Regions from separate parts of the Mus musculus genome. Here region 1 is linked to region 2. Evidence: chromatin contacts called from public HiCAR-type data. All regions are on one chromosome and are shown on one strand. The core of a region is the stretch at or near the end of the contact, and the rest is flanking DNA. Distances in the headings are between cores, read along the strand shown.

Region 1 (4,013 bases), core at 173-2,672, 330 kb after region 2:
CAAGTTTCAAACAGGGCCACTAGAGAGGCACTGCTCCTGTTACCATGAAGATTATAGAAAGTTCAGAGGCTAACAAGAAGCAGAGTTTTTGTCACCATGCCAATACCTGGCCTGCTTTCAAACATACTTTGCCTTTATTAGATTCATCTTCTAATATCTGAATTAAACCCCATTAGATGAAAAGACTCAGGACAACCTGGGAAAGAAACTAAGTGTGTTCTCCTGCTTTTAAAGTGTCTACTTATCAGGCTGGGGAAATGACTCAGTGGTTCAGAGCACTGACTGCTCTTCCAGAGGACCCAGGTTCAATTCCCAGCACCCACATTGCAGCTCACAACTATCTCTAAGTCCCATTCCAGGGGATCGGACACCCTCTTCTAGCCTCTGCAGGTACTGTCTGCACATGGTACACAGACAAAATACCCATATGATAAAATAAAAATAAATAAAATCTCAATAAATAAAGTGTATATTAAGGGATCAGTGGTTAGAGTGCTCACTACTCTTACCAAGGAGTCAGATTTGGTTCCCAGTACCCACGTGTGAGCTCGCACTGCCTGTAGCTCCAGTTCCAGCAGATCCAATGGCCTGTTCTGGCCCTCCTCAGGACTTGCACATACATGGTACACGTAAAAATATGTAGGCACGCATATACAGAATAATAATAAATAAATCTTTAAAGTGAAAGATCAAAAAAGCATAGAAAATCAAATTACTGAAAAATGTAAACTAGCAACGTATATGCCTTAGCAGAATGGCAAAGGGTTCCAAAAGTAAACCAAAGACAGACTTAGACCAAGCAAGACTTGGAGGGCAAATAATGTGAAATGCATGCTAAAAACCCTGGTCTTTAAGCCTGACTTCAGCACTCACTGCCTGGGTAGCCCTGGACGGTAAGTAATGCCATCAGACCAGACAGATCAGCTGAAAAACTCCTTTCTGCCTTTGGCTCAGTACCCTGCCCTGCCCCCGTCTCTCCATACTCCCCTCACACAGACCCTCTCCCTTTCCCTCCCTCACTCTCTTTCCTCCCCTTCTCCCCTCTTTCTGTCTTCCTTTATTTCCCCCTTCCTGCTTTCTTCCTTTTCTCAGTAGCGACCTGAAGAGCCAGCATCTTAGCCAGCAGAAGACCGGCAGGTACAAAGAGCCTCGACCAAGTTTGTTACAGCTGGTCCCCACTAGAACTCTGAAGTCCCTTGAAGCTAGAGAATGACACGACATTTTTATTCATTTAAATTTTCAAAACTATTAGCAGAATCATGCCATCAGTTCACTTAGAAAAGCAAACATTACCTTTTTTTTTTTTTTTTTTTTAATCAAAGGCGGGTTTCCTTTTCTAGAATTCTAATCAAGTAAGCCGTATATAATGAGTGCATGGTGAGCTGCCCTCTTCTGTTCGTAGGCAGGCAGTGCAGGGCAGGCGGCAAACGTTAGCTCTGCGCAGGGCTTCACAAGGTAATGTGGACACAGCAGGATTTTAACATCTAGAATATTCCTACTGACCTCCAGCAACTGGAATATCCCGTTATGCCGAGTGGCTCCTCTTTGCCAGTTAAGAAGTACCCGTTCCTCTCTAGGGTGGCTGACCAGCGAGCTCTCTGGACCTGCAAAAGAATCTTCTCTTCCCGGTGAAGTAGAAAACATGACCTTGGGCTAGTGGCTCTAAGCCTGATTTCCCTGGGCTACTGAAGGAACTCACCAAATGTGTAAACCATGTGCCTCCCCCTTGTTGCTCCCTTTCTGTGTGCTTTGTCTTCACACTCACTGCCTAGAAGCTCGGAAAATGAAGCCAAACTGCTAACGTGTTCACACTCCCGCCAGCACCTTGCCACATGTGCCGCCCCACCATAACTTCCTCCGTGTCAGCGTGCAACTGACAGAGCAGTCAAGAAACAGACAAGCAAGGGTACGGGACCAAGCAGCTGCTGCCGGTTGCGTCTGGGCAGGAAGGAAATGCAAAGGAAAAGGGAAACTGAGGCCACTGAACCATCAGCAGAAGCTTGGGGCTAACGCTCCAGTCAAGACAGAGTTCTTCCATTGTAAGCCCAGTTGGTTGACTTCTTTTCTCAGTTACTCTCATGACCTTTCTTCCCCAGAGTCCACTGAGGTGTTTTCATAAGGGCTCCTTATTCCTGGAACACACTTTCCTGTGACTATCACCAACTCTAACGCCTTTTCATCTTCTTTACTATATAAAGCCATTCCACCTAATGCCTTAAGACCGTTAATCTTGACAGAGATCAAAGCCAATTGCATTTGCTTTAAAAACATATTTAAGTCGTCTCCAAAACCAAATATCTTTAACATTGAAACCCCATCCTTGGATCAGAAGAAAGTGCTGGAAAGCTTTCTGCCTCCCAGCCGCACCAGCTAGATTCCCCAGTTGATACAAGTGCCTACTAGGAGAAAACAAGAGTCTACAGAACCTCTCAGCACGCAATGTGTTGAATCTACTAAGTGATCCTGCTTATTAGTTAATTAGAAAGGCAGCAAGCTTAAAAGGGACTGGGGAGATGGCTCAGTGGGTAAGAGTGTTGTTCAGTAAAGCATAAGGACCTACGTTTAAATTCCTAGCGCCTATGTACGGGAACGCATGTCTATAACCCCAACACTGGGTCAGAGGCAGGCAGATCCAGAGATTCACTGGTCAGCCAGCATAGATTGAAGGAGGAGTTCAAGTTCAGAAAGTAAAACCCTGTCCTAAGGGTTACTTAAAGCAGAGAGTGAAGGAAAAAGACATCTGATGCCTTCCTATGGCACAACCACACACTCACATATATGCAACACATGCAACAGCAGAGGGTGTTTATATGCATGGTACAGATAACATAGTGAGACAGATAAAAGCAGTAATTGCCTACTCCTCCCACATGCATGTAAGTGGTCTAGACCCAATGTTACACCCTGTCTACTAGCGCACCTGCAAGTTGGAGATGGGCTATTGTTATTCACGTATTAGTTCACCTATATTTCTTTTTGAACATCTATCTCGTGCCTTAGTCAACTAGACTGAAAAAATGACCCAATCAATGGGACTTTTATAGCTGCCCATTCCCACCATCTTCACCCTTCTCACTCTCTAGGAAAGAAAAAGAGGAGGAAGAACAGAAGAGTATGAAGCCAGCATTAAGAACATTTAGGGCTGGGCTGCCTGGCAAGCATGAAGACCTGAGTTCAATCTCCAGACTCCATTAAAATAATAATAATAACAAGCCAACCCAAGGTGGGCATGGTGGCACAGGCCCTTAGTCCCAGCAGAGGCAGGTACATCTTTGTGAGTCCAAGGCCAGCCTGGTCTATAAAAGTTTCAAGGTGGCCAGGGCGGTTACACAGAGAAACCCTGCTTCAAAAAAAAACAAAAAACAAAAAACAAAAACAAAAAAATGAGAGAAAGAAAAGAAGGGAGGAAAGTAGGGAGGGAAGGAGGGAGGAGGGAGGGGGGAGGGAGGGAAGGAAGGAAGGAAGGAAGGAAGGAAGGAAGGAAGGAAGGAAGGAAGGAAGGAAGAGGCCAACCAAGTGGCAGGCACTCGTGACACTAGCAATGTTGAGACACAGGCACACAGCTGCTCAACCACACCTACACACTCACACAGAGAGGTGTGGGGGGAGGAACAGTGCAGAGGCTGGCACAAGCTGAGTGAGGGCAGACCTTGAACAGCAGAATGATCAAGCCACAAGCCCCACACTCCAGTACCTGCTCCTCAGCCTTCTTCACCCCTGCTTTGGGAGCCAAGAAGATAGCTTCTTCAAGCACACTGTATGGAACATGGCACTCGCCTTACAAGACATGTGGATGGCCTTCGAGAAACCAGAGATGGAATGAGAAAGGACAATCGATGTACTCAGTTTGTATGTACAAGATGCAAGTCGCAGCACATCCCAGTGATCCTTAGCTCTTGGTAGGCACAGGCAGGATAGCAAGTTCAAAGCCAACCCGGGCTACAGTGCAAGGCCTTGTGGGGGGAGGGGCTCATGAGAATAATTCATTTTAGAAATGATGGAAGAGGCCAGGT
Region 2 (4,334 bases), core at 185-2,684:
AGCCACCAAAACATAATTTGCCCCCTTTGACTAACTCATTTGGGTTTTATTAGGAATTAACTGGGATGACTTAATGCTAAAGCCATCCAGGTATACTCAACATAATGAAGCTGCAAATATGGAAAAAATAGAAAATCTAGCCCAGGTTCCTGGCATGAACAGCTTCCAGCCTTCCTAGAAGATGTTTTTAGCTAAAATAAAAATATGAGCTACTTATCTGGCATTCACAACAGCCTATCACCAGTGCAACAGGTCTGGAAGCAGTTTAATTGAGACAATGAATTATTCTGCATCATCAGGAGGCGAAGCTTGGTTGTGGTGGTTTAGACTTTTTTATAAGCAGGAGGAGCATGCTGCCTCAGGAAAAGTACATGCCTTAATGCAAAGGCTCAAAACACGAGGTTCTGCCTGACTGTGGGGTGTGCCCTTCTGCCTTTGACTCCATAACAAGCAAGGGAAAGGAGGCCCAAAGATCGTCCAGCTAGAACAAATAGACAACACATACTTTAAACACCCAGATGAAACCAAGATAGTTTCCCAGCAGTGAAAATCCCAATGCTGGCCTCCCTCAAACCACAAGGTAGACAGCTGGCAGATTCTGATGTGAAATCGCAGAGGGTAGTGCTTAAGGCAGAAGAGTAACCGTGAATCAGTGTGTGTGCCTCTGAGACTCGAGCCTTGAAATATTTAAAGATGAAGGCTTCAAAGTGGAAAAATCTTGGTCTCTTGGGCCTGAGCTAAATAGGAAATATGGAGACTGGCCATGGAGGGTACAGCAGTAGCCATTGCACAATGAAAATATCGATGCTTTTTATTCCTGCCCCATCCAAAGTGTACTGAAGCTCCTAGATTGCTGTGCCTCAAACTAAAATTAATCTCTCTTTTGGTGTATGATTTGTCAGTTTGGGATACAGCAGGATTTAATGTCTAGACCACGTAGTACTCCACTGTGGTGGAGTGACAGGAGGGAAGTCAGCCACGATCAGGAGGAAAGGATAACTGAGCCCAGCTCAACAGCCCTGTAGATGACCCAACACCCTTGCCTAGGGAGGAAGCTTAACCAGTCTGTTCACCTGTGAGAGCGAAGCATCAGCACAATTCTGATGTAAAGTGTTGCTGAGTTGTTCTCTGAAGCTACTCAGAGGAGATGCTGACAGCTGGGGGATTGTGGCTTTGCAGCAAGCACAGTTTATCTCACATATGTGTGAGTGTACATGCCCACTCCCCCCCCCCCAGAAGCATGGCTCCCACGGTAAGTTCACTCTTCACACCAGGCACAGGGAAGAACAGGAGACAGCTTGTTTACATGCAGCTGCTCTTGAGAAAGTCCACAGCACACGTTTCTATAAATTATTAGGCATACGTGGTACCGAAAACTCTCCACACCAGCATCCCATCACACACAGCTGGCTCTTGCCCTGTTTACTGAGTCACATTCATTCTCCTCTAAGGGTTCATGATCAAGTCAGAGAACTAAAATATCCTGTGATCAGATATTCACCATGTGTCTCCTACATGCACCAACCATTCATCAAAGGTTTCTCTGCCTTCCAGTGTAAAATGATCTTTTAACTTATTAGAATCATAAATATCACTCTATCGCCAATGATAAATGACTATAATTACAAATTTCCAATGCTTCGATTGTTGCTCATTACCTACTAATTGATGATAATCAGTGTATCCATTGTGTAATAACACAACTCGTTAATGAAAAACTATGATTTCATAACTGTGTAGACATTACAGATTTTAGGGAACTGGGGGAGTATTCCACCTTCACAGCTCACACTGCGTGTGGTTTCTTCACTCTCATATGACTCATTCTGTACTTTAAATTAGATACAATAAATAAAGCTAATTGTTTGTGGACTTCATAAAACAGAAATGCATCTGGATCCTCAGAAGCAGCAACAGATCCATAGATAATTCCATTCAACTTTTCCAGTTGTCCTGGATTGCTTCTTGTGCAGACATTCCTTTCATTTAGATGAATGATGTCTTTCTGAAATCAAACAGAGGGAGCACGTTCCTACCTCATTGCCCTGTAATGCCACAGTGTATTGGAGACTTGAAAGCTGTGTGATCCCAGAGCTGGGAGAGGGCTCAGTGAAGTGCTTGTCATGCTGACTCTAAGGGTCTTTTCTCAGTCCTCGGCACTCATCTAAAGAGGCAGGTCTGGTGGCATGTGTTTATGATCCCAGTGCTGAGGAGGTGGAAGCAAGCAGATATGCTAGGCTTGCTGACCAGTCAGCCTTGTCTAACTGATGTGTCCAGGTCCCAGTGAAAGACCATGTCCCTGTCTCCACAGTTACAATACCCAAGACTGACTTCTGGCCTTCACACATACATATACACACATTCAAACACAAGTATGCCATGCATACCTATGAACATGCATGCACACAAAACATATACATACATACATACATACATACATACATACATACATACATACACACACACACACACACACACACGGGTGTGTGTGTTTAGAAAATTACATTCCCCCACCTTCTTAATATGTTGACAATTCCACTCTTCCCCTCATCTCTGTGGAGCAAATATAAAATACTAGAAGCAGCCTGAATGAGCCATCACAGAACCTTCCTAGGACTGCCACCCCTCTCGGAATGGGGTCTCTTTTGAACACTGCTGCTTCTTTCCCTGAGGCTAGAGAAGTCTTACAGAATGCTCGGGCTCAAATATCTTATGGCAGGATCTTTGGGGATACCTAACTTGTCATAGAGTAGAACATGGGTAAAAGTGGAAGGTTATATGATTAATAGACTCATCAGTAGTATCCAATAGCCCTCAAGAGTTACTTGAATGAGAGCATTCTTAGGTTCCCTATCTATTAGTGATCTTGTAGAGGGAGACAAACATCTGAATCACCACACAAAGATATATGTCACTGAATGTAAGTGAAACAGTTCTACAAAGGAAGAATGAATGAAGAACTCACCAATAAACTCTCAGGGTAAAGCTGGGGCCTCTAGCCAATCAGCAATGGTAGATGAAGCTCATGGCTTCCATCAGATACTGTGCATGGTGTCCCCTCCCCCGCCCCCACTTCTGCTGGACCATTCCCTCTTCCTACCCTTTGGCTGGACATACCTGCTTGGGTCTCTGCAAAATGAACTTCAAACTTAACTATTTCACATGATTCCTGAAGCTCCACACCCTCTGTTTCTGTTTCTGCTTCTGCTGAAGGTGCCAGCTCCCTTCTAACCATGGGCTCCTCTCTATTTGTGGAAACACATCTGAACACGGGTGGAAGTCTGCTGATTCTTCTCCAGTGGTTCGCTGCTGTCACGTCCTTTTCACCTTCAGCACCTTAGCCCAGACCTCATGTGGATACCACAGTGTCTACCTAAGTCAGCACCTCATGTTCCCTCTGCTTGACCCACCCCCACCCCCAGCCCAGCCCATTTTGGAAAGGGCCAGAGTCATTTCTCAAAGGGCAGGTCAGAGACCATTATTCTCAAACATATTCAACTGTTCCTCTGGACCTGTGCATAAATCCACACAAGCTTTCAAGCCAGCTTTACAAGACTCCCAGGCCCTGATTCGAGCCAACTCCTTCCTTTGTATTCATTCAAATCTCTTCCACACAGGCCTCTAGCTTACTGAACACCACTACATTTCTTTTATATTTTCCCTGGTTTTGCTTCTTTCTAGATTGCTTCTCTCATTATCTCCACATGTCTAAATGTGTTCATGGGTCGAGGCACCAATCAAATGCCACCTCTTCTCTGAATGTTTCCGAGTCTTCCTACTGGAAACAACCTTCACCGCCTCCACACTCCCACAGTGTTTAATCTGCACCTCACTGTGGCACTTCTCACATATTGTGTCAAAATATTTACTTCAAAAAAACACTCTTTGTGGCACCTGTCTGTAACCCCAGAGCCTGGAAAGCGGAAGCAGGAGGATTACCCCAAGTCTGATGCGATTTCAGACCAAGCAGAATGAACTAGCAAGACCCACGTCAAAAACAAAGCCACTGGATATGCAGTGAAAGCCCTTGAGTAACAAAGATAGCACCTTGTACATAGGATGACCCCCAACTCCTATAAACTTTTTCCTTTCCTTTAAGAATACCATGTTCTCCACTCCCCCAACTCCTCCCAGATCCATCCCCTTTACTACTCTCCCAACTTTGTATTTGTTTGTGTTTTTGTTGTTGTTGTTTTATTATATCTTTTTTGGGTGTTTTGTTTTTGTTTGCAAAGAATGAACATTTACTGAGAATTTATTTTTGATTTACCTTATTCTCTTTAAAGTGTATATTTTTAGCCTACAAAGTCATGTCGTTTTCTTTTTTTGTTTCT

The links. HiCAR-type assays count read pairs that join an accessible place to other places.
Region 1: a contact with region 2 is called in a HiCAR-type map of PVALB interneurons, with 6 times the contacts expected there. The contact joins two enhancer-like sites. A contact is called at or near these places in 1 of 484 Hi-C or Micro-C datasets (cortical neurons) and 1 of 115 datasets of contacts at active chromatin or transcription factors (PVALB interneurons).

The regions. Positions count from the first base shown.
Region 1 is chr3:32,316,404-32,320,416 of GRCm38.p6, forward strand. All of the region lies in intron 1 of Gm42201 (a long non-coding RNA gene), which reads right to left. Among named protein-coding and RNA genes, the nearest start is that of Gm42201, 7.9 kb to the right of the region's middle. Within about 2 kb of position 1,423, at least 8 of the 459 cell types and tissues checked have an H3K27ac peak or open chromatin away from gene starts, as enhancers often do. A contact at or near this core is called in PVALB interneurons, where this site is marked.
Region 2 is chr3:31,990,442-31,994,775 of GRCm38.p6, forward strand. The region is part of intron 2 of Kcnmb2 (potassium large conductance calcium-activated channel, subfamily M, beta member 2); the gene reads left to right. Among named protein-coding and RNA genes, the nearest start is that of Kcnmb2, 90 kb to the left of the region's middle. Within about 2 kb of position 1,435, at least 3 of the 459 cell types and tissues checked have an H3K27ac peak or open chromatin away from gene starts, as enhancers often do. A contact at or near this core is called in PVALB interneurons, where this site is marked.